Regions from separate parts of the Mus musculus genome. Here all the other regions are linked to region 1. A link is a contact called in public HiChIP or PLAC-seq and promoter capture Hi-C data. All regions are on one chromosome and are shown on one strand. Each heading gives the region's core, a stretch centred on a gene start, on an enhancer-like site or on the middle of the called end of the contact. The rest is flanking DNA. Distances are from core to core; before and after follow the strand shown. Region 1 holds the start of D230025D16Rik (RIKEN cDNA D230025D16 gene). Region 2 holds the start of Cmtm3 (CKLF-like MARVEL transmembrane domain containing 3). Region 3 holds the start of Nae1 (NEDD8 activating enzyme E1 subunit 1). Region 4 holds the start of Terb1 (telomere repeat binding bouquet formation protein 1). Region 5 holds the start of Prmt7 (protein arginine N-methyltransferase 7). Region 6 has its middle 20 kb from the start of Pdp2.

The links. Promoter capture Hi-C pulls out the DNA fragments that hold promoters and counts their contacts. HiChIP or PLAC-seq counts read pairs in DNA pulled down with a chosen protein or histone mark.
Region 2: a contact with region 1 is called in an H3K4me3 HiChIP or PLAC-seq map of bone marrow-derived macrophages, with 6 times the contacts expected there. The contact joins the promoter of Cmtm3 here to the promoter of D230025D16Rik in region 1. A contact is called at or near these places in 3 of 39 promoter capture datasets (cranial neural crest, hippocampal neurons and stem cell-derived epiblast-like cells) and 8 of 115 datasets of contacts at active chromatin or transcription factors (astrocytes, bone marrow-derived macrophages, embryonic stem cells and 3 more).
Region 3: a promoter capture Hi-C map of hippocampal neurons shows a contact between it and region 1, with 5 times the contacts expected there. The contact joins the promoter of Nae1 here to the promoter of D230025D16Rik in region 1. A contact is called at or near these places in 17 of 39 promoter capture datasets (the 3T3-L1 cell line, 3T3-L1-derived adipocytes, the C10 cell line and 11 more), 8 of 115 datasets of contacts at active chromatin or transcription factors (astrocytes, bone marrow-derived macrophages, embryonic limb bud and 4 more) and 1 of 9 other capture datasets (embryonic stem cells).
Region 4: a promoter capture Hi-C map of hippocampal neurons shows a contact between it and region 1, with 4 times the contacts expected there. The contact joins the promoter of Terb1 here to the promoter of D230025D16Rik in region 1. A contact is called at or near these places in 4 of 39 promoter capture datasets (cranial neural crest, embryonic stem cells, hippocampal neurons and 1 more), 2 of 115 datasets of contacts at active chromatin or transcription factors (both in embryonic stem cells) and 2 of 9 other capture datasets (adipose tissue and embryonic stem cells).
Region 5: a promoter capture Hi-C map of pre-B cells shows a contact between it and region 1, with 2.7 times the contacts expected there. The contact joins the promoter of Prmt7 here to the promoter of D230025D16Rik in region 1. A contact is called at or near these places in 2 of 39 promoter capture datasets (liver and pre-B cells).
Region 6: a contact with region 1 is called in an H3K4me3 HiChIP or PLAC-seq map of forebrain, with 7 times the contacts expected there. The contact joins the enhancer-like site here to the promoter of D230025D16Rik in region 1. A contact is called at or near these places in 11 of 39 promoter capture datasets (the 3T3-L1 cell line, 3T3-L1-derived adipocytes, cranial neural crest and 5 more) and 7 of 115 datasets of contacts at active chromatin or transcription factors (bone marrow-derived macrophages, craniofacial prominence, embryonic stem cells and 1 more).

Annotation. Positions count from the first base shown.
Region 1 is chr8:105,223,521-105,226,555 of GRCm38.p6, forward strand. It overlaps D230025D16Rik (RIKEN cDNA D230025D16 gene), which reads left to right and starts at 1,667. Exons shown (of 16, transcript NM_145604.3): 1 at 1,667-1,966. The coding sequence starts at 1,903.
Region 2 is chr8:104,338,943-104,342,203 of GRCm38.p6, forward strand. Cmtm3 (CKLF-like MARVEL transmembrane domain containing 3) reads left to right here and starts at 1,652. Exons shown (of 5, transcript NM_024217.3): 1 at 1,652-1,953. The coding sequence starts at 1,807.
Region 3 is chr8:104,533,223-104,536,274 of GRCm38.p6, forward strand. Nae1 (NEDD8 activating enzyme E1 subunit 1) reads right to left here and starts at 1,415. Exons shown (of 20, transcript NM_144931.3): 1 at 1,290-1,415. The coding sequence starts at 1,342. It also overlaps a transcript of Car7 not described here.
Region 4 is chr8:104,508,326-104,511,411 of GRCm38.p6, forward strand. It overlaps Terb1 (telomere repeat binding bouquet formation protein 1), which reads right to left and starts at 1,562. Exons shown (of 20, transcript NM_180958.3): 1 at 1,477-1,562; 2 at 942-1,048. Nae1 (NEDD8 activating enzyme E1 subunit 1) reads right to left here. Exons shown (of 20, transcript NM_144931.3): 20 at 2,703-2,942. The coding sequence ends at 2,833.
Region 5 is chr8:106,209,708-106,212,744 of GRCm38.p6, forward strand. It overlaps Prmt7 (protein arginine N-methyltransferase 7), which reads left to right and starts at 1,347. Exons shown (of 18, transcript NM_145404.1): 1 at 1,347-1,375; 2 at 2,669-2,864. The coding sequence starts at 2,770. Slc7a6os (solute carrier family 7, member 6 opposite strand) reads right to left here and starts at 1,226. Exons shown (of 5, transcript NM_001007567.2): 1 at 1,012-1,226; 2 at 658-924. The coding sequence starts at 1,206.
Region 6 is chr8:104,569,540-104,572,750 of GRCm38.p6, forward strand. No RefSeq gene overlaps it. Among named protein-coding and RNA genes, the nearest start is that of Pdp2, 20 kb to the right of the region's middle. Within about 2 kb of position 1,477, at least 208 of the 459 cell types and tissues checked have an H3K27ac peak or open chromatin away from gene starts, as enhancers often do. A contact at or near this core is called in bone marrow-derived macrophages, craniofacial prominence, forebrain and 2 more, where this site is marked.

The DNA.
Region 1 (3,035 bases), core at 417-2,916:
GCATATAACTATTCCTACTCTGCTTTGCATTAGAATTCAATTTAGAAAGTTGGTGGGGGAAGGGTCCACCTTCTTTTGTTTTGTTTTGAGCCAGCGTCTACTTTATCTCAAGTTGGCCTTGAACTCATTTTGTAGCCCAGCATGGCCTTGAACGTTTTTTTTTTTAAGTTATGCTTGTTTTTATGTGTATGGGTACACCACAGCTGTCTTCAGACACCCCAGAAGAGGGCATCAGATCCCATTACAGATGGTTGTGAGCCACCATGTCGTTGCTGGGAATTGAACTCAGGACCTCTGGAAGAGCACTGACTTCTCTAAACAGCTGAGCCATCTCTCCAGCCCGACCTTGAACTTCTTTTTTTGTTTGTTTGTTTTTTGTTTTTTGTTTTTCGAGACAGGGTTTCTCTGTATAGCCCTGGCTGTCCTGAGCTCACTTTGTAGACCAGGCTGGCCTAACCTTGAACTTCTTTACTGCCTCACTCCCAACTGCTGGGATTCCAAGCAGGCACAAATCAGCACACCCAGCCTCTAAACATAGCTAGCTACACACGTCAGCGTTTCTGCAGCCACTTTCCCACTGGACAGACAGCCCAGTGACCCAGTTGTTTTGGCGTGCAGCAATGCTTCTCAAAGACGTTCTACTATTTTTATTTTATTTTGTTTAATCCCATAGCACTGACTTGAAATTTTGTGACGTATCCACTGTTAGGCTTCTTTATAGCCAGTTTGAGTATTTAGTCTGTCACTTAGTTCCCTGCTAAATACTACCCTTAGGAAACATAATGGGAATCGAGCTTTGCTGCCTAGGATCAAGGAAGCTTGGGTAAAGTCTTTACCCTCCTTGTGCCTCATTTATTCGTCTATAAAATGAGACTGAGGGTGTGAGGTCTTGTCATCAAAAGAGGCCTCAGCTGCCTTTTAATTTTAGGGTGCCCTAGAGCAAGCAAGCCGAAAATTCTGGCTGAATAACTAGAGGAGCCCCTCTTCTACTCACTGGAAACGGAGGCACAGAACACTTAAGAGCTTTAGTCACTACCATAAAGCATTGGCAAGCAGCAATGGTGACTCCAGGCGGAGCTGCAGGAGGCAGCCTCTGTGCTTAGAAAGTATTCCCTAGGTTGAGCATTTCTGGAAATGAGACCTGGCCCGGAACTCTTCAGCCTTCTAACTCAAATCCTCTCGCTCTAACCCTTGCCAACGGACTCATACATCCTCGACTCTGAGGTGGACCCTGCTCAGAGACCACTGGGTCCAAGGAGAGTAGGTTTCTGAACAATTTAGGCAGTGGCAGCCAGCGTCAGTACGTGACAAGCTTGATAATGGTCCGCGGGGCCGTGAGTCTCTGGGACTGGGTCCTTCCTGTCCGTTTTGTTCCTAGTGCAGATTAGTGGGACAAGTGTGCAGACGGAAGACTTTATTTTTGTGTGACATGTTTCCCGCCTTGTGCCTTTTCTTGCGTAGGCATATATGGTGCGCTGTGCAGTTTCAGGACCTCTGGAATGTGGCCCCTAAGTTCTAAAGCAGCTGCTCTTCCCTCCAGCTCTACCCGCGCGGGTCTGGCCTCTGATCCAGAGTTTGCGCGTGCGCGACTCCGCCTCAAGCCCCGCCTTCATGATTTAGCCCCGCCTTTGCCACGCTTTACGGCCCGGCACGCCACTTTTGCTGCAGTTGCTCTGGGCGCTGCTGTTGCTACAGCCTCTCCTGCCGGGGCTGCTGCCCGGGAGGTTGAAGGGAGGTGAAGTGTGTTGTTGTGTTCGTGCTGCCGTCGCCGCCCGGAACCGAGTGGAGAGCCGGACGTCCGCGGGCTGGCGAGAGCGACCAGTCAGCAGCTGCGTGCTCTCCTCAGGCCGGGTCCTGTCTGCGCTGCCGCAGGGAGGCCGCCCGGCCCAGCGAACCGACCCAATGCTGGACCTGGAGGTGGTGCCTGAACGCTCTCTGGGGAACGAGCAATGGGAATTCACTCTGGGTGAGTGTGGGGTCTTTTGGGATCCTGTTGGCTGGCCCTTAATTCTCCCTAGTCCCTTCCGCTTCTGGTTCCTGCCCCAGATGCCCCTGCGCCCGCGGTTCTTCGCCTTTTCTCACCCTTTAGTCTTTCGGCTCCGGGCTTTAGAATCCCGCTCCTCCCGTCTGTCATAGGATCAGCGATGTCTCAGCAGGGTCCTTCTTTGGACCTCTATGATAGTAATAGCCAGTACACACCAAATACTTAGTGGAGTGGGAAGGTCCTGCTCTTTTGAATTTATCTCTAATACAACTCCCTGAAGTCTGAATATCGATAGTATTATGCCCATTTTGCTGACTCTAATAGTTAAGAACTAGGTAGCACACCTAATCAACACTCTGGTCTCTGATCTGTCTCTCTCTGGTTTTAGGGGAGTGGGGGAAACCTAAGCTCATGCCTCACAATCAGATGGGGGTGGTGGGGGAATGAGCTTGCTTTTCTAAAAGGAACTCTCGACTTGTTTTCTTCTCTTTTGAAATGTACTCTTAACGTGTGGTGTCGCAATACCAGATACCAGAGTTAAAAGTTGAAATTGAGTGAAGTGGAAATTACACATTGGCTTGGTAGACAAATCAGTTAGGTCACTTGGGGAGAGTTGGCCTTCGTATGTGAACAAGAGTATTTGCATTTAGTGACTCCAGTGTGTTTACTTAGTGGCAGCACTAAGCGAAGGGGCTGGGAAAAGGTGTTCCTGCTGCTTGTTTGTGTGGGCCTCAACCTCTGTCTCTCTACTGGGAGCTCTTGGACTGAGTCAGCTGCTCCATTTGTTTATGGCTTATCCTTGAATGTAGACGACTCTGTCTATAGAGACAGCATATTGGAATTACCTAGCTGGGTAGATTGCTGGGGCTTGGTGGCTGCCTGCCTCTTTCTTGCCCATTATAAAAGCCAGTTTCATCAAGGGCTCTTGGTTCTCAGAACTTAGACTGCCTGTTCCTGTAGACTTCTCAAAATTTAATCTGCTATGAACATGTTCCATTCAACCTCATATGAGGCATCAAGAGCGTGGTTGAAAAGCAAATGATGTTTGACT
Region 2 (3,261 bases), core at 402-2,901, 880 kb before region 1:
CTCAAACTTGCCCCAATCAGCAAGAAGGACTAATAATAATGTTGCCCCTTTCCAACCCCTGACTTTATTCTGGGATCTCTTTCCTTTCCTTTCTCCTTTCCTCTCTATCCATTTTTCTCTCTTATCTAGTGTTAGAGGGTTGAAAGTGTGGAAGGAAAGGTATGGAGAAGGGTGGAAGAAAGAAGAACCCACTAAGTAGCCAAAAACAGCTACAGTCACCTCTGGTCTCTATCAGCACCCAGACACAAGAAAATGCACACACACACACACACACACACACACACACACACACACACACACACACTGTTAGAAAGGACAGATGTACAAAGTCCCCGTGGCAAGAGGAAGCATCAATTTTCCTGAGGGTGCAGTGGGAGGGATCATGACTAGTGATCTTAGCGCATCCGGGTGACAAGGAAGAAAGCATTAGTCTCTTAAAGAGCCTCACGATAGTTAATGGGGCAGGAGTGCAGACTTAGTGGTATTAAGAGAGCATCCATGATGGGCTAGCCGTGGGGGAGAACAAGGATAATTCCAGATCTCTGGTTAGTCCAGCACAGAACGAACCCAAGCCTTGGGCAGCTAACGAAAGAGGCCAGGAAGGAGGATGGGCTGGCTGAGGCCTGACAGGAGCGTGGCCTGTAAAATAGAGGAAGATGGGCAAGCCAAGAACTAGCGGGAGGGTGGCCTGGGAAGTAGTAGGAAAACTCTGAGAGGAGCCAAGAAGGGGAAAGCACTCTGAAAGAACTGATCTCGCCTGGTTAGAGCCAAGCCTGGAGAGGACTTAGCGGAGATGGGGGTGGGGTATGGGGGCAGTGTCCCTGTCCTGGAGTTGTCTAGGCAGTAAGTTACTTCGAGCTTAAAGAGCAGAACCGCTGAGCAAGGACAGGTGGTCGCTTTAGGGGGCGCTCAGGGCAGATAAGTGGGTCTGTGTCAGTCAGGACGGGGGGGGGGGGGGGGGGGGTAAGGAGTCAAACGACAAAAGAAGACTCCAGGCCAGCCACACAGAGCAAACAGAGAGCTGGAGTGCGAGGGGACTGGGAGGATCTGGGTACAGAATCTGTGTCACCCCGGGACGTAGCAGAAATAGTGAGTGCGGGAGGTGGGGAGGTAGGTGCTAGAAGGCTGCATGGGAAGGGGTGCGAGAATGGGGCAGAAGATAGGTGGGGCAGGTAAAGGAGGTGGGGGGGGGCAGTAGAGGGGGTGAAGAATGAGAAGTGACCGGAGGATAGAGGGCCAAGGATAGTCGGAGGGGCAGTGTAGTGCAAAGATTCATGGGTGGGGAAGTGAGAAGAGCAGGGTCGGAGGGACTGTGGGGTGCGCCGGGGTTGGTGGGCGGGACAGGATCGAGGGGGAACTGAGAATGAAAGGACAAGGTGCAGGGAAGGATCCTAAGGCTAGTGAAGAGGCAGAGGAAGTAAGTGGAAATAGAGAAGACAGAGAGAGACAGACTGGACTACATCTGAGGGGCAATGAGGAGTGGTTGGAAGGATGGAGCAGGATATGGGCAGGACGTAGGCAGAGGGGGAGTGGGGGAGGAGGAGATGGGAGGATCCACAGGACGGATGGGTAAGGCAGCGTCCACGGAACACGGGGGCTGCGTAGAGAATGGTCGGAGGGAGGATGGGCGGGGCAGGGTTCGAGGGGCAGTTGTGGGTGGGGATGGGGGAGGTGGGCGGGACAGCGGAGGATGAGTCCCCGGCCTAGTCTAACTCCACTTTTTCTTCTTCCGCACAGCGGGTTTCCGCTTCCCTCCAGGGCGGTGGGTGAGGCAGTGAGGCCCAGGCTCGACCAGATAGCGCCGCTATGTGGCCCCCGGACGCAGAGCCAGAGCCCGATCCAGAGTCCGCGCATGGCCCCCGAAGTGGCAGGACAGTGCCGGGACTCCGAGCCCTGTTGCCCGCGCGCGCCTTCCTCTGCTCTCTCAAAGGCCGCCTCCTGCTGGCCGAGTCGGTGAGTGCGTGTGCTCCCCGGGTGCGTGAAGCCCGGTACCCGCGCCCCAGCCTGGGGCCTTGCACCTCCAGCCCAGGAGAATTTGGACCACCGCCCCCAAGCTTGCTACGACTTCTCTGTAGCGGAGCTCGAGTCAGAATCAGGCCCGAGCCGTGTTCTTCCCGGATTCTCCAGTCTGCGAGGCCCTCGAAAGGGACCAGAAGTCAAGGGTTTGGGGTCCTGGTCCCCGCTGGAGCCGCAGCTCGGCTGCTGTGTGACCTCGAGCGCCTCCGCCCTCTCTGAGTCCCCGGGACTGCTGCGCTCGCTAAGCTTCTTCTGGCCTCGCCCGCCCTGCACACCCTCCCACCTCCTAGGCTGAGACCTAGCCGCCTGTGTGGTGAAGATCCTACGGAGTGGGATGTGCCCCCGGGGAGTGGGTGAGGCAGGGGCCACGTAGTGAAGACACAGGCGGACCACTGTTTCAGGGTGGCGAGCCTGCGGGGTGACTTCATGCCCTCCTTCCCCCCTCCCGCGCTGTACTCCTTCCTCCTCCCTGCTTGTCCCCACCCGGATAGGAAGGTCTCCTTTGTCCTCCCAACACTCATCATCACGTGTGGGGCGGGAACTGGCATGGAGCCTATGGAGATGGGGAGAGGGGTGGGAGGAGGGACGGTGGAAGGAGGAAACAGACCATAGTGACAGCCACTTGTTGCTCAGATACCTAGCAACTTAATATCCGACCTGCTCCCACTTCGAGTTGGGGATAGGAGAGACAGTGTCTTTAACTGCTAGGAAACTTGGCAGGTGACTCATCCAGTGACCTTGAGGATATCCTTGAGGGCAAAAGGGGGGTTCTGCCCCAGGACCTCTCCGTTGTACCCCAGGACCTACTAAGGAGCATCAACCCTGAGGTCTCCGGTAGAACCTAATACTTTGTTCCTAAATGAGGTGCCAAGCGGACCTAGAGCCCATTTTCTGGCCGTTTCAGATCTCTGGAAGCCTCTGGGAGGCGTGGGGCGGGTCTTTGAATCTACTGGCCACTGGCTTCAGTCCTACCTGCCCAGTACCCCTTCATGGAAAAGGAGTGAGTGCCAACCAGAAGTCACAAGATGTCCTTGCCCTAGCTGGGTGCCAGAAAGACAGGCCTAAGAAAATATGAAGGGTAGTAAGCTCATAGGGTATAGGGGAGCCTCCCCCAGTCATTCCTCCCCCTTGGTCTCATGCAAGTAGGGAGTCTGACCTGGATAGAAAGCTGGAGGAAGAAGCAGCCACCAAGAACTGGGGAGTGAGAAAACAGGAGTGGGGGAGGGAGGAGGTTGGGGCAGGGGA
Region 3 (3,052 bases), core at 165-2,664, 690 kb before region 1:
GAGGGGATGGCAACACTTTGATACACTTAGCTGACACAGAGTATACTCAATAAGAAAGGAAGAAGGTGGGAAGAGACAAGGAAGGAGAAATAGCTAAAGAATCCACCGGATGGTTTAGATGTGCCCTGTCCAAATGGTTTCTGAGTACTAGAAATGCAGCTGGCATGAATTAAGACATTTTTAAAATGTGTATGATACCTGATTTATAAGACTCTGTGAACAACAACAACAAAAATAGCTTGGTAATTTTAACAATAATTACGTTGAAATTGTAATGTTTTGGAATACTAGGTTAGATAAACACTGTCAAATTTGATTCTGGGATTGGGGAATGTAGCTCAATTTGGCAAGCAGGCATGATGTCCAGAGTTCCAGCCTCAATACTTCATAAACCGGGTGTAATAGTCCACACTTATAATCTCAGCTGTTGGGGAAAAAGAGGCAGAAGGATTGCATCAAGTCTGAGCGCAGTCTGCTCTACATTGCAAGTCCAGGCGGCCACTCAAAGGTAAAAGACAAAAAAAAAAAAAAAAAGGGGTGGGGTGGGGGAGCAAAAACTTATTTTTGAGTCTGGCTGGGCAGTGAGCATCTTCAATCTCAGCACTTGAGACCTGGGACGTAGGCGCTTGAGTTCAAGACTGGCCTACTTAAGACCATGTCTCTATATAAACGAGAGGGGTGGGGAGAACTAGTAGCAAAACTTATTTTCCTGTCTCTTTATTCTCCCGGTTCCCAAGGTCTTCCAATGGAGGCCAGGCTGGCTTTCAGTTTCCGATCCACCTGCCTCTGCTTCTCAAGTCCTTGGGATTACCATGTCTAGCTTCTTTTAACTTTATTTGAAAGGTGCCTACTGGAAAATGTGTAATTACGAACACGGTTTGCTCCGATAAAGCTAGCATGACGCATTTCTATTGGCCAGCGCGGGCGTAGACCAATACCTGCCGGGGCGCAGCGCTCGGCGGTCGGGCAGGATGGGGTGCTCCCACCCCCCTCGTTTAGCGAACGAGTAGGGAGGGCCTGCCGAGACTGTGCAGCCCAGTGGGTTGGCGGAGACACCGCGCACCGCAAACCGCGGACAGCCAGCCGTGCGGGAAGGGGCGAGCCGGCCTTCGCCGAACACTCGGGCCAGTGGCCGGATCCCAGAGCGCCGGCTCCCCACGCCCTGCACGGCCGGCCGCAGCCGCAGGCCCGTGGGAGGCCGGCCTACCCGGCCTAGGCACTTAGGCCCCGCGGGTGTCAGGAGAGCCCGCCAGCCTGGCCGGCTTGCTCACTCGTAAACCCCGGCTCACCTCAGCTGCCGGTCGTACTTTTGCTCCTTGAGTATCTTCCCTGGCTGCGCCATGGCCGCGCCTGGCCCGCGAACAGCAAAGCCGCCTAAGGAGGCCGCCACCCACTCGGCCTCACGCAGGCGCACTAAGCGCCCTCCTCCAGCGCGCAGCCAGTAGGGGGCGCCGACGCTGCACTGCGCACGCGTCACTGGGAAGCCGGGGGAAACCTGAGGTTGAGTTCCACAGAATGTTTCTCTCTCTCTACCTGCAGTAATTGTGGAGAACTCCGACTTTTAAATCGAGTGATAATCCTTATCACTGATAAACCTTAGTCCTCTTCTGGGTGAGTTCACCGTTCCTGAGACTCCTCCAAGAGGAACAATACACCAGCATACTTGTATATAGTATTCTATATAGAGAAGCTACCCTGATGGGTAGACAGAGGGGCCCCACCCCACGGCTTCCCTCCAAGAATTGTTCCCCGTGGTGACGCAAGGGAAAGGGGGTTTTGAACGAGATGAAACGGCATCAGGAGACAAATGAGAAGTGGACTTGGGGGACGGGAGGGTGTCTGAGAAGCAGCCAGAGTTGCCTGTGAAGCCCATGAACAAGGAGGAAATTAAAGCTATCATCGATTCATGTGACACAGGATGACTGTCCCTTGGTGGCCGATGCTAAGGAAGGAGCTTATGAGCAAGTTGAGGACAAGAGGGAAGAAGAGGCTTGCTGACAAGTAAGAATTGCTTTCCTCTATCCCAAATCCTAGAGGAGTCTCCAGATTCATGATTGCCAGATGCACTTGCACGTCCTGAGATTATTATCCCAGCACATGATGAGTGTACATCCACACATAAAATCCTTCCAGCCTTGTGGGGTGAGGGACCAAAGAGACGGCTCCATTTGACAGTAATATTGCAGTGCTAACAAATGCACTTCCCCTGGGCACAGTGTTAGGACACAAGGTGAGGGGACACCCTGCTGTGACCTCCCTCCCCCAACCCCTATGGAACCCAACTGATGGGAGAAAAGGGGCGTTAGGCGTTCCCAGCTCATTATGTGCTTGTGCATGTCTGTCAGTTGTCACATTCCCTCTCCAGTTAGACAGGTGAAACGTGAGCGATATAAAATACACCCAGGGAATGTGAGAAGGTCAAAAGTGAAAGTGAAAGTTCACTACATAGCCTTGCATACACCTTGGCCCCAGGAAAGGAAAGATGGACAAATGTAATTGGAAACAACAACATCAGGGGCCGAGGGTGCTGTACTGCCTGCGACTGTGTGATTTTGAGAAGCATTCAGTTGTTAGTAAGTGGACAAGGATACCTCAGAGCATGCACTTCTTACAACTTTTTAATGTTTATTGATTGGTGTGTGTGCAAGAATGCCATCATGCACTCGTGGAGGACAGAGGACCATTTGCAGAAGTCACTTCTCGTCCTCTTCAACACAGGTTCGAGGGATAAGCCCAAATCTTCCAGCTTGCTGAGCCATCTTGCCACCTCTCCTTTGAGGAAAACTTATTCTTAAATGTATGTGTGAGGTTGTGAAATATTCACTGTGGGAACTGAACTTGGATCCTCCGCAGAACAAGTGCTCTTAATTGCTGAGCCTTCTCCCCAGCCCTTTAAAAGAATGGGTGCAAAGGAAATGAAAGAAAAGGGGAAGAAAAATTAAAGAGGTTATCGCTGTAGTCACTTCGGTTAAAAGAATGAAGCAGGGGAGATGGAGAGATGGCTCAGCAGTTAGGAGCACTGACTGTTCTTCTAGAGGTCCTGAGTTCAATT
Region 4 (3,086 bases), core at 312-2,811, 720 kb before region 1:
TGCACATACATGTACATTCACATACACACACAAATAGATGTCATTAAAATAAATAAATAAATGTCATTTTCAAAAGGTTAAATAATTATAAAATGTCCCAGCACTTGGGAGGCAGAGGCAGGCAGGATTTCTGAGTTCAAGGCCAGCCTGGTCTACAGAATGAGTTCCAGGACAGCCTGGGCTACACAGAAAAACCCTGTCTCAGAAAAAAAAAAAAAATTACAAAATGATACTTAAAAATATAAAAATATTTTATATAATATTATAAAAATAGCTCACTTCCCAAGTCAAAAGTATGTTCCCACTCAAGCAATTACGAAATGTTTTCAGTAGTTTTGTGGGTACAAATCATCACTAACAATGAGATTGTAAATTTTTTTTACCCTGATCTCACGGGGCGGGGGTAAGTTTTTACATAACAGGACACACCATCCTTAAAGGGTTTACTTAATTTACTCTCCAAACCAACAAGGTCAGGTGCAAACGTTACTAGGAAGACTATTAGAGAACATAAATAAGAAAACTAGTTGATTAGTGTTCTGCACACCTCTTTCATCCTGGGTATGGGACTCAAGGTAGAGTCTATCATTAAACACTAGGTCAGCCCCTGAAATTCGCTACTCTAAAATTGGTCACATCAAAAGCTTTGTGGGGGGAAAAATTCTACATATCTCCCTTCCCCCAAGAGAGACAAAAATATCTTCCTGGGTGGGGCTGGCAGAGATGAAAATCCTAGCATTCACTTCCACTTGTAAGTTGTCCGTCCGCCTTGGAATCCTACACTGTGGAAGGCACCCTCTAACGGGAGCAGAAAGGCAAGCACGTAACGTGCACTATCAACTTTTCTGCTCCGAGTGTGACATAAGCCATTCAGGTCCCAGGGAATAGAGGGTCCCAGGAACCAGTTGCTGTACTGGATGGATAGGATATGGGGCGCACACCCTCACGGCTCGCCCGGGATTCCCAGCCTCCGGGTCCACCGTCTTTCCGTGGGTTATGGCTCCCTCGCTCTCGCTCCAGGCTCCGGAGGCCTGGCTCACCTAAAGAGCTGGAAGAAGGAACGCCTGTGAGGAGGGCAGGCAGGCCCACGACTTTCCTCTACTGCTCTCCGCGGGGCACCATGCACGCCTCCCGAGCCCGGCTCCGGCGGACCTCCCAGGAGCAATCGCCCAGTTCCCAGCGTCAGCTGCTGCTGGGCACGCGCTCCCGTCCTCTTCCTCCCAAACCGAATCCCCCGTGGGGGCCGCCGCTTTCCCCGCCCCGGGATCCCGGGGAGCAGCCCGGACGCACACAGCCGCCCGACTGGGCAGATGGGGACGACCTTTTCCCCCTCACAGGTCGTGGGCCTGGCGCCAGCTCAGGGAAGCCCCTGCCCTCAGCTCAATCCACCTCCTCAGGTGAGCCAGGGAAGCGGGCCACGCCCGCCACCACAGCTCCGCCCCAGGAGCCGACCACCGGAAGGCGGGAAGCCGAGACCTTGGCCTCTCCACCCTGGAACCCAGAGCCCCTGTCAGGCCCACACCAGCTCGTCCCTGTGGCAGCCTAGACCACGACGCCTGACTGGGTTTCCCACGCCCGCGCGCCAGCCAGGCTCACATCCGCTGGGCGGGACTTCCGGCCGCACACCTGTCCCACTGGGCTTAGCCCTTCGCAGCTGTAGAGCCATCAGTGGGCAGAAGGTGATCAGTGCGGGATGCCAGGTTTTAGATGGGAGAAAGTGACATGATGAGGGTAATATAACTTAGTATTTAGGACTTGCGTCTCGGAAGGGTCTTTGCTCCCTCCTTGACCTTGCCTGACGCCAGGCTTTCTTTGGTTGCACTGGGCATTCCGTTGACTGGACACCCTCCCTGGGTGAACTCCAAAATCCTTAGTTTTTGGTTCTGGCCAAGCCAGCTTCTCATTGAGTAGACCCAAGAGCCCAGAGCTCTGAGTCTTAAATGTGTTCAAGGTGTGCCCTATAATTTAGTCCTGTCATACGTCCCAACAGAACTCTTCCCATGGGAGTGTTGGGAGATGGAAGTACTGTCAGAGGGCAGTTCCTGCTCTGACAAAGTCACTTGATGACACAGCCAAGCAAGAATGATACAGGTTTTCAAGAAATAAAATCCCTATGAGCCCCCTCCCTCGCCTCTTGTCAGCTATAACCCAGGTTCTCACATAGGAGACTGCCTTTGAGAACTGTTCTATAGCAGGCAATTTAGGGCCTTAGGATAACGAATCACACACACACATTCGGCCTCCCAGTTTGGATTTCTAGTTTGTTACTTTTCCTCACCTTCAGGAACTTTCCTTCCCATCTAACAAGCTGCTAAATGCTATTATTCCAATATATTATTCAATAAAAAGAAATTTAGGGATGGGGCAAGCCCATAAAATTCAATACACAGGTATAGTGACAAACCTTTAGGTATATATAATGAATGACGACAGCACAAGGGAATGGTTTTGTCCTGATAAAGCTCCGAAATGCTTCTTTAAAAGTTCTACTTTAAATAAGTAATGATCTTAAAATGTCCACAGCTAAAATCCACATCTTAAGTTCATTAAGATAATTAATTTTTTACTCTTGTTAGTGAAACAGACATATCTACGATATGTAACTGTAAAATAGCAATCCAGCATTAACTAACTATACAAAGAGCTGGCTTTTGTTCTGTTTTCTCCCCATTCTCCCCACCATTCCAGACAACAAGACTATATTACAAATGAGAAAAACTTTTATTAAGGAAACAATTTAACTTCCGTCCTTTAACAGATTTTTACAAACCAAAGCACAATATGAAGACAATTACAGTTCCAACCATTAACATATTACACATGGTGCTTATTCTACAACTGGAAAGTTGCAGAAGTTTGTGACATACCACTATAAATATAAGTATTATTAAAAATTACGAATTGTTTGGTGATTATTTTGATAACTTCTTGAGCAGCAGCTCCTGTTGGAAAAAGGAGAGAAGTAAATGTTTGAAAAGAATAAATTTTAAGAGTTAAGTAATATATACCAGACTGGGCCTGACGGTGCATGCTTTTAATCCCAGTACTAAGGAGACAAAGACTGGTGGATCTCTGTGAGTTCAAAG
Region 5 (3,037 bases), core at 97-2,596, 990 kb after region 1:
CCATATTTACCTCATTTTTCGTAGCAATGACAGTTTAACATCATCTCTAAATACTGTATATCTTTTAAATAGCCAAATCCACTTTCAAAAGGCCTACATCAATTCTGTTTATTTATTTTGATACACGTTCTCACTGTGTAGCTCTGCCTGGCCTTGAAAGAAGAGATCTATTGATCCATGCCTCTTGAGTATTAAAGGCCTGATCAATCACACACAAAGTTTTTGTTTTTTGCTTTTTGTTTTTTTTTTTTTTGGAGACAAGGTCTCACTATGTAGTCCTTTTTGGGCTGGAACTCAGAGATCCACATGGTACTGCCTCCCAAATGCTGGGAGGGAAGGTGTGTATTACGACACAAGCAAAAGAGAAAGAAAGAAAACCAATCCTAAGGGGCGTGGGTTGCACATGCTTACTTATAATCCCAGCACTGGAGCGACGGAGGCAGAACTGCTGTGTGTCAGAGGTCTGCTTGGGCTCCATAGCCCGTACTATGTCAACCAGAGCTACACAGCAAAACTATCTCAACAGAACAAAAACAACAACAGAAATCAGGTAAAATGAGGTCAACTCTTAGAGATGGATCATCCATTCTTAAGCTTACAGTGTGTATGCTCTTCATTACTGCCTTTGGGAGCAGAGCAGACATATACAGTACTCACTTTGCGGCAGTCGGTGGCAGCAGCCTCTGGGTTTTCCTCCTCGTGGACCAGGTCCAACAACTGGAAGCCCGCATCCCCGACAGCTTCTGACCCACACTGAGGCTCCAAACTGTTCGAGGTTCCCGAGGATCGGTGGCTGGAGACCACCCTGTAGCGGCCCTCTTTACGGACCTCGCGCACCGAGGCACGAAGATCGCGGCGGATACGCAGCTGGCTGCTCCGGGACGGGCGCAAGGCAGCCCGCACAAGCTGCTGGATTGGCTCCTCCTGAGGGGCGTCGGGAAAAGAGATGACTGCGACACGGGCAGCGTTCAAAGATCGCTCCCACAAAGAGTCCATTCACCCTTCTCATACCTGGGATCGCACGGTGGCAACCAACTGGAAGACATTTCTCTCCGCCGCCGCCGCCTCCTGGCCCTCTGGCGTCTCCCGAGCCGCCGACTCGACCTCGCTGCTCCGGGGGCGTTTACAGGCCAGCACGAGCGCCTCGGCGGGCTCCGCGTTGCGCTTCCGCTTCACGCGCAACACCGCAGTCCTGCCGGCCTCCATAGCGGCGATCGCGGAGTACTGTGGGAAGGCGCGGGGCGCGACGGGATGTCCATCCAGTTCAGCGGGCGGGGCCTCACGGAACGTCACGCTACGCCTCGACGCCCCACCCACAGTGGGAGAGGCAAAATGGCCGCGGGAGTGGCGGCGAGTGGATCGCTTCCCACAGCGGGTGAGCTGTTGGGCTTGCTGGGGAGGTTGGGCCGTGGCTGGGCCTGGGTGCAGTCGGTCTTCCGGCCTCATTTTTAGGGCTCTGGCGTTGGGGATATTTGGGTTTCCGGTGTACTTATCTTCCGGGCTGCTCCAGAGTCCACGTGGAGTGGTTCAAGCACCCTGAGCAGGTCTGCCGCAGCGGTCCGCGTGGGTGACTGTCCTTTCTCAGACTGTCGCCGGGCGCAGGACTTGTGTCAGAAGCCTCGCCCCAGTCACTCACACCGGGCGGGACCTCAGTTGTATGCAGCGCCCCTAACCCAGCCGGGAACGGTTCGGTCCCGGGACCGTTCGGGCGGTTTTGCTTCGGGATGGCTTTCTCAGTTCGTATTCTGAGCAGTTTGGGAACCATTCAGTTCACGACACTCACCCGGAGAAGCGCCAGACGTTTGTGTGCCCGAGGTGGACATGCTTTTGATTAAAACACTGGAGTGGCCCTCAGTGCATTTTTAAGTGTGTTCTTAGTGAAACCCTAGCGACATCACAGATAAGCAAGTGTCCTTAATCTGTTGCGGAATAACCACTTCTGCGCTTTTACTGTATAATGTTAGCTCATTGCTCGGCTTACCCTGCCTTCTCACTTGCCTTCACTTGAAGGCTGGACCCCGATGGACTTGTGGGGCCTTTTTAATTATGTAGGAATTTCTGAAAAGTGGCGAAACTTCCAAACAGCCCTATATATTTACTGTAGGCCCCCCCTCACCCCCAAATTTTTCTTCAGACAGGAATCTCATTGTGCAGCCCTGACAGGCATGGAACTCATAGAGATGGTCCTGCCTCTGCTTTTCTAGTGCTAGAATCAAAGACATGCAACGACACGTTGTTCTGTTTTGTTCTTGTTTTATGACAAGGTCTCACAGCATTGCCCAGGATGGCATCAAACTTTAGATCCTTCTGCCTCAGTTTCCTACGTGCTGAGATTTTAGACATGAGCTACCACAACTGGCTTTTATTATAGTTTTTGATGGTATATCCTATATAAAAAATGAAAATTACTCTTGTCAGAAATATCAAAATACTGGTTAATTTTCTTTTGAGATGGGCTGTCACTATGTAGTTCTTGCTGGCCTAGAACTTACTATGAAGACCATGTTGACTTTGAACTTACACAGAGATCTGCCTGTCTCTGCCTTCCAGACCTGAGATTGAAGGTCGATGTTATCATTAATAAAGAATTGTAAGTAACTTTGACATTTTTGTCTGTTTCTTTATTTTTTTTTTCTCTTTGTTTTCTTGTCCTTTCTCTCCATCCTAGGCATTATAATTGATTAGGTTTCTGATATCAAGATATCTTCCTAAGAAGTAAATTAACAAGCCTCACGTTTCTGTGCAAACACTGAGGAGCCAGTTGGCACCATGAAGGTCTTCTGTGGCCGTGCCAATCCTACCACGGGATCCCTGGAGTGGCTGGAGGAGGATGAACACTATGATTACCACCAGGAGATTGCCAGGTACCCAGGGCTGCTGCTCAGCTGGCTGCAGGGGTGCAGGGCTCCTCCATGTCAATTTAGGTTTGAAGAAGATTGTGGAGATTGTTTTTCTGAGCAGTTGAGGTCTCTGTTAGGAGAAGAGAGCACCTGCTGAGAGCAGTGTGGGAAGTGGGTTGGAGAGAGGACAGGGAGTC
Region 6 (3,211 bases), core at 227-2,726, 650 kb before region 1:
TCCAAGGAGTGGGCCATGGCTCTTTATCTTAGAGCATTTTGTGGTATCAAGTCCAACAAGAGCAGAACTCAGAGGAAGCACAGAGGAGTTGTGCTCTTAAATCTTATCCAGTCCTGGCCCCCCCGCTTGGAGACAGAGCAGGCAGGAATGACCATAGAATCCAAGGTGTCCCAGGTCAGGACCTCTGCCCCTGCTGTTTGCTCTGTAGGAAATGTTCTTCCTTTCTAAATTTAGATCTCTTCCAAAGTCTTACAGGAAAGAGTCTTCCCTGATTTCCCAGAGGACAACAGCTGCACCCAGCCACTAGAGGGCTCAGATAGTAAAGGCTTTTACCTATAAGCCTGAGGAATTGAGTTCCACTTAGGTGGTGAAAGGAGAAAACTGCAAATCTTCTGACCTCTAGAGAGAGAGAGAGAGAGAGAGAGAGAGAGACGGGGGGAGAGAGATGGGGGGGAGAGAGAGAGAGAGAGAGAGAGAGAGAGAGAAGAAGAAGAAGAAGAAGAAGGAGGAGGAGGAGGAGGAGGAGGGCATGGTGGCCCATGCCTTTAATCCCAGCACTTGGGAGGCAGAGGCAGGTGGATTTCTGAGTTCGAGGCCAGCCTGGTCTACAGAATGAGTTCCAGGACAGCCAGGGCTATATAGAGAAACCCTGTCTCAAAAAACCAAACAAGAAGAAGAAGGGGTAGGAGGAGAAGGAGGAGGAGGAGAAGGAGGAGGACGAGGAGGAGGAGGAGGAGGACGAGGACGAGGACGAGGAGGAGGAGGAGGAGGAGGAGAAGGAGAAGAAGAAGAAGAAGAAGAAGAAGAAGAAGAAGAAGAAGAAGAAGAAGAAGAAGAAGAAGAAGAAGAAGGGGAGGGAGGGAAGGAAGGAGGGATGGATGAATGGAGGGAGGAAGGGGAAGGGAAGGATATGTATGAGAGACAGAGAGACAGACAGAGATAGACAGAAAGACAGAGAGACAGACAAAGATAGACAGACGGACACACACACACAAAGAGGAACTCAGAGACAGAATCAGACAGAGACAGAGTCCCCATCCCCAGGGCCAGGGGGCGCTCTCAGCCCCCTCCTGAGCCATTTCCTCGGTGCAAGCTTAGGGAAGTAGTCAGTGTTCCACCGTATCTCCCCACGGCAAGGTAGTCAACGAAATGAAACCGTAAAGAGTGTGTAAGTTCCTACAGTTTCATTCTCCAGAACTAAGCATTGTTAACTTCCTGCCCCATTAAACGTTTCTTAACAGATAAACAGGCTAGCACAATGAGGGAGGGAGGGGGAAAGCACAGACCATTATCAACGCGTCCTTTCTTCTTGGTCACAATCAGCCTTTTCTATTTCACGTTCTGTCTTGGCCAATTCCAGCCCCACGCTCTACCTACATCAAGATGCAGGGTGCAACTGCTCAGGCCAAGGCCGGGTTACTCCAGCCAGAGGAGGCTGGGACGTTGATACCCTGCACGTCCCCATCCTCATGCACATCCCAGGCTGCCAGCTGGTCCCTCGCAATGCCTGGAGCTGCCTACGGGCTTGCTCTAGCCAGGGCTTCCCTAGGAGAAGCAGAGAGGGAACTCTGGCACTCGCAATTTCCTGGAGAGTTACTGTTTCGTTAAATAGCACAAACGGATTGGGGTCGTTGCTTGATGACCTAGGAGCCACTGAAGGTTTTCCTTTCGATGAGCGAGCTTGAGGCGCCCCCTTCTGGCAGCCTCTGCTTATAGATATTGCAAGTGAAAGTGCCGCCAGAACCCATACTTCAACTACTCAGAAGGGCCTCTCCTGCTTCCTCTACCCACGCCAAATTCCCAAGGCCGTTCTTTCACTCGTCTCCAAACTCATTTTCAAGAAAGGATACGAGTCATTTGCAACTCGGAGTGCAAAATCCATCCAACTATGTCACTGCCAATTAGTTTTTTTTAGTTTTAGAGTATTAGTTTTTTTCTTTTCTTTTCTTTTTTTAATAGGACTGGAGAGATGTCTTGGCAGATAAGAGCACTTACTGCTCTTGGAGGGGACTTGGAGACAATCCTCAGCACCTTTGTGGTTGCTTACAACCATTTGTAACTCTAGTTCTGGGGGGAATCTGATGCTCTCTTCTGACCTCTGAGGGCACCAGGCACACATGTGGTACAAATACATACATGTGGGCAAACACTCATATACATAAAAGTAGGTAAAAGTTTTTACATTTTAAAAAAACATGTGGGGGCTGGTGAGATGGCTCAGCGGTTAAGAACACCGACTGCTCTTCCAAAGGTCCTGAGTTCAAATCCCAGCAACCACATGGTGGCTAACAGCCATCCGTAGTGAGATCTGATGCCATCTTCTGGAGTGTCTGAAGACAGTTACAGTGTACTTACATATAATAAATAAATAAATATTAAAAAAACCCATGTGCATGTATGTGTCGGGGGGGGCAGTCATGCACATGTACTGCAGAGTTACAGAAGAGGGCATTGGTCTTCTGGAGGCATACGAAAAGGGGTAAGCCCTTGTTTCTCTTATCCCCTCACCCTAACCTATACCCTGGCTTCCCCCCAGAAGACCAAATAGCAACTTGGTTGGTGTTTTAGTTGCTGTGAAGAGACACCACGGCCAAAGCAACTCTCATAAATGAAATTATTTAATTGGGGACTTGCTTACATTTTTCAGAGACTTAATCCCCATGATCACCATGGATGGCACAAAGACAGGCAGGGTACTGGAGCAGTAGCTGAGGGCTTTACCTCCTGATCCACAGGCAGCAGGCAGAGGAGAGAGAGAGAGAGAGAGAGAGAGAGAGAGAGAGAGAGAGAGAGAGAGAGAGAAGAAGAAGGAGAAGAAGAAGAAGAAGAAGAAGAAGAAGAAGAAGAAGAAGGAAGAAGAAGAAGAAGAAGAAGAAGAAGAAGAAGAAGAAGAAGAAGAAGGAAGAAGAAGAAGAAGAAGAAGAAGAAGAAGAAGAAGAAGAAGAAGGAAGAAGAAGAAGAAGAAGAAGAAGAAGAAGAAGAAGAAGAAGAAGAAGAAGGAAGAAGAAGAAGAAGAAGAAGAAGAAGAAGAAGAAGAAGAAGAAGAAAGAAGAAGAAGAAGAAGAAGAAGAAGAAGAAGAAGAAGAGGAGGAGGAGGAGGAGGAGGAGGAGGAGGAGGAGGAGGAGGGGAGGGGGAGGGGGAGGGGAGTGGGGAGGGGAGTGGGGAGGGAGAGATTAGATCTGAAATGGGATTTCGAAGCTTCAACACTCA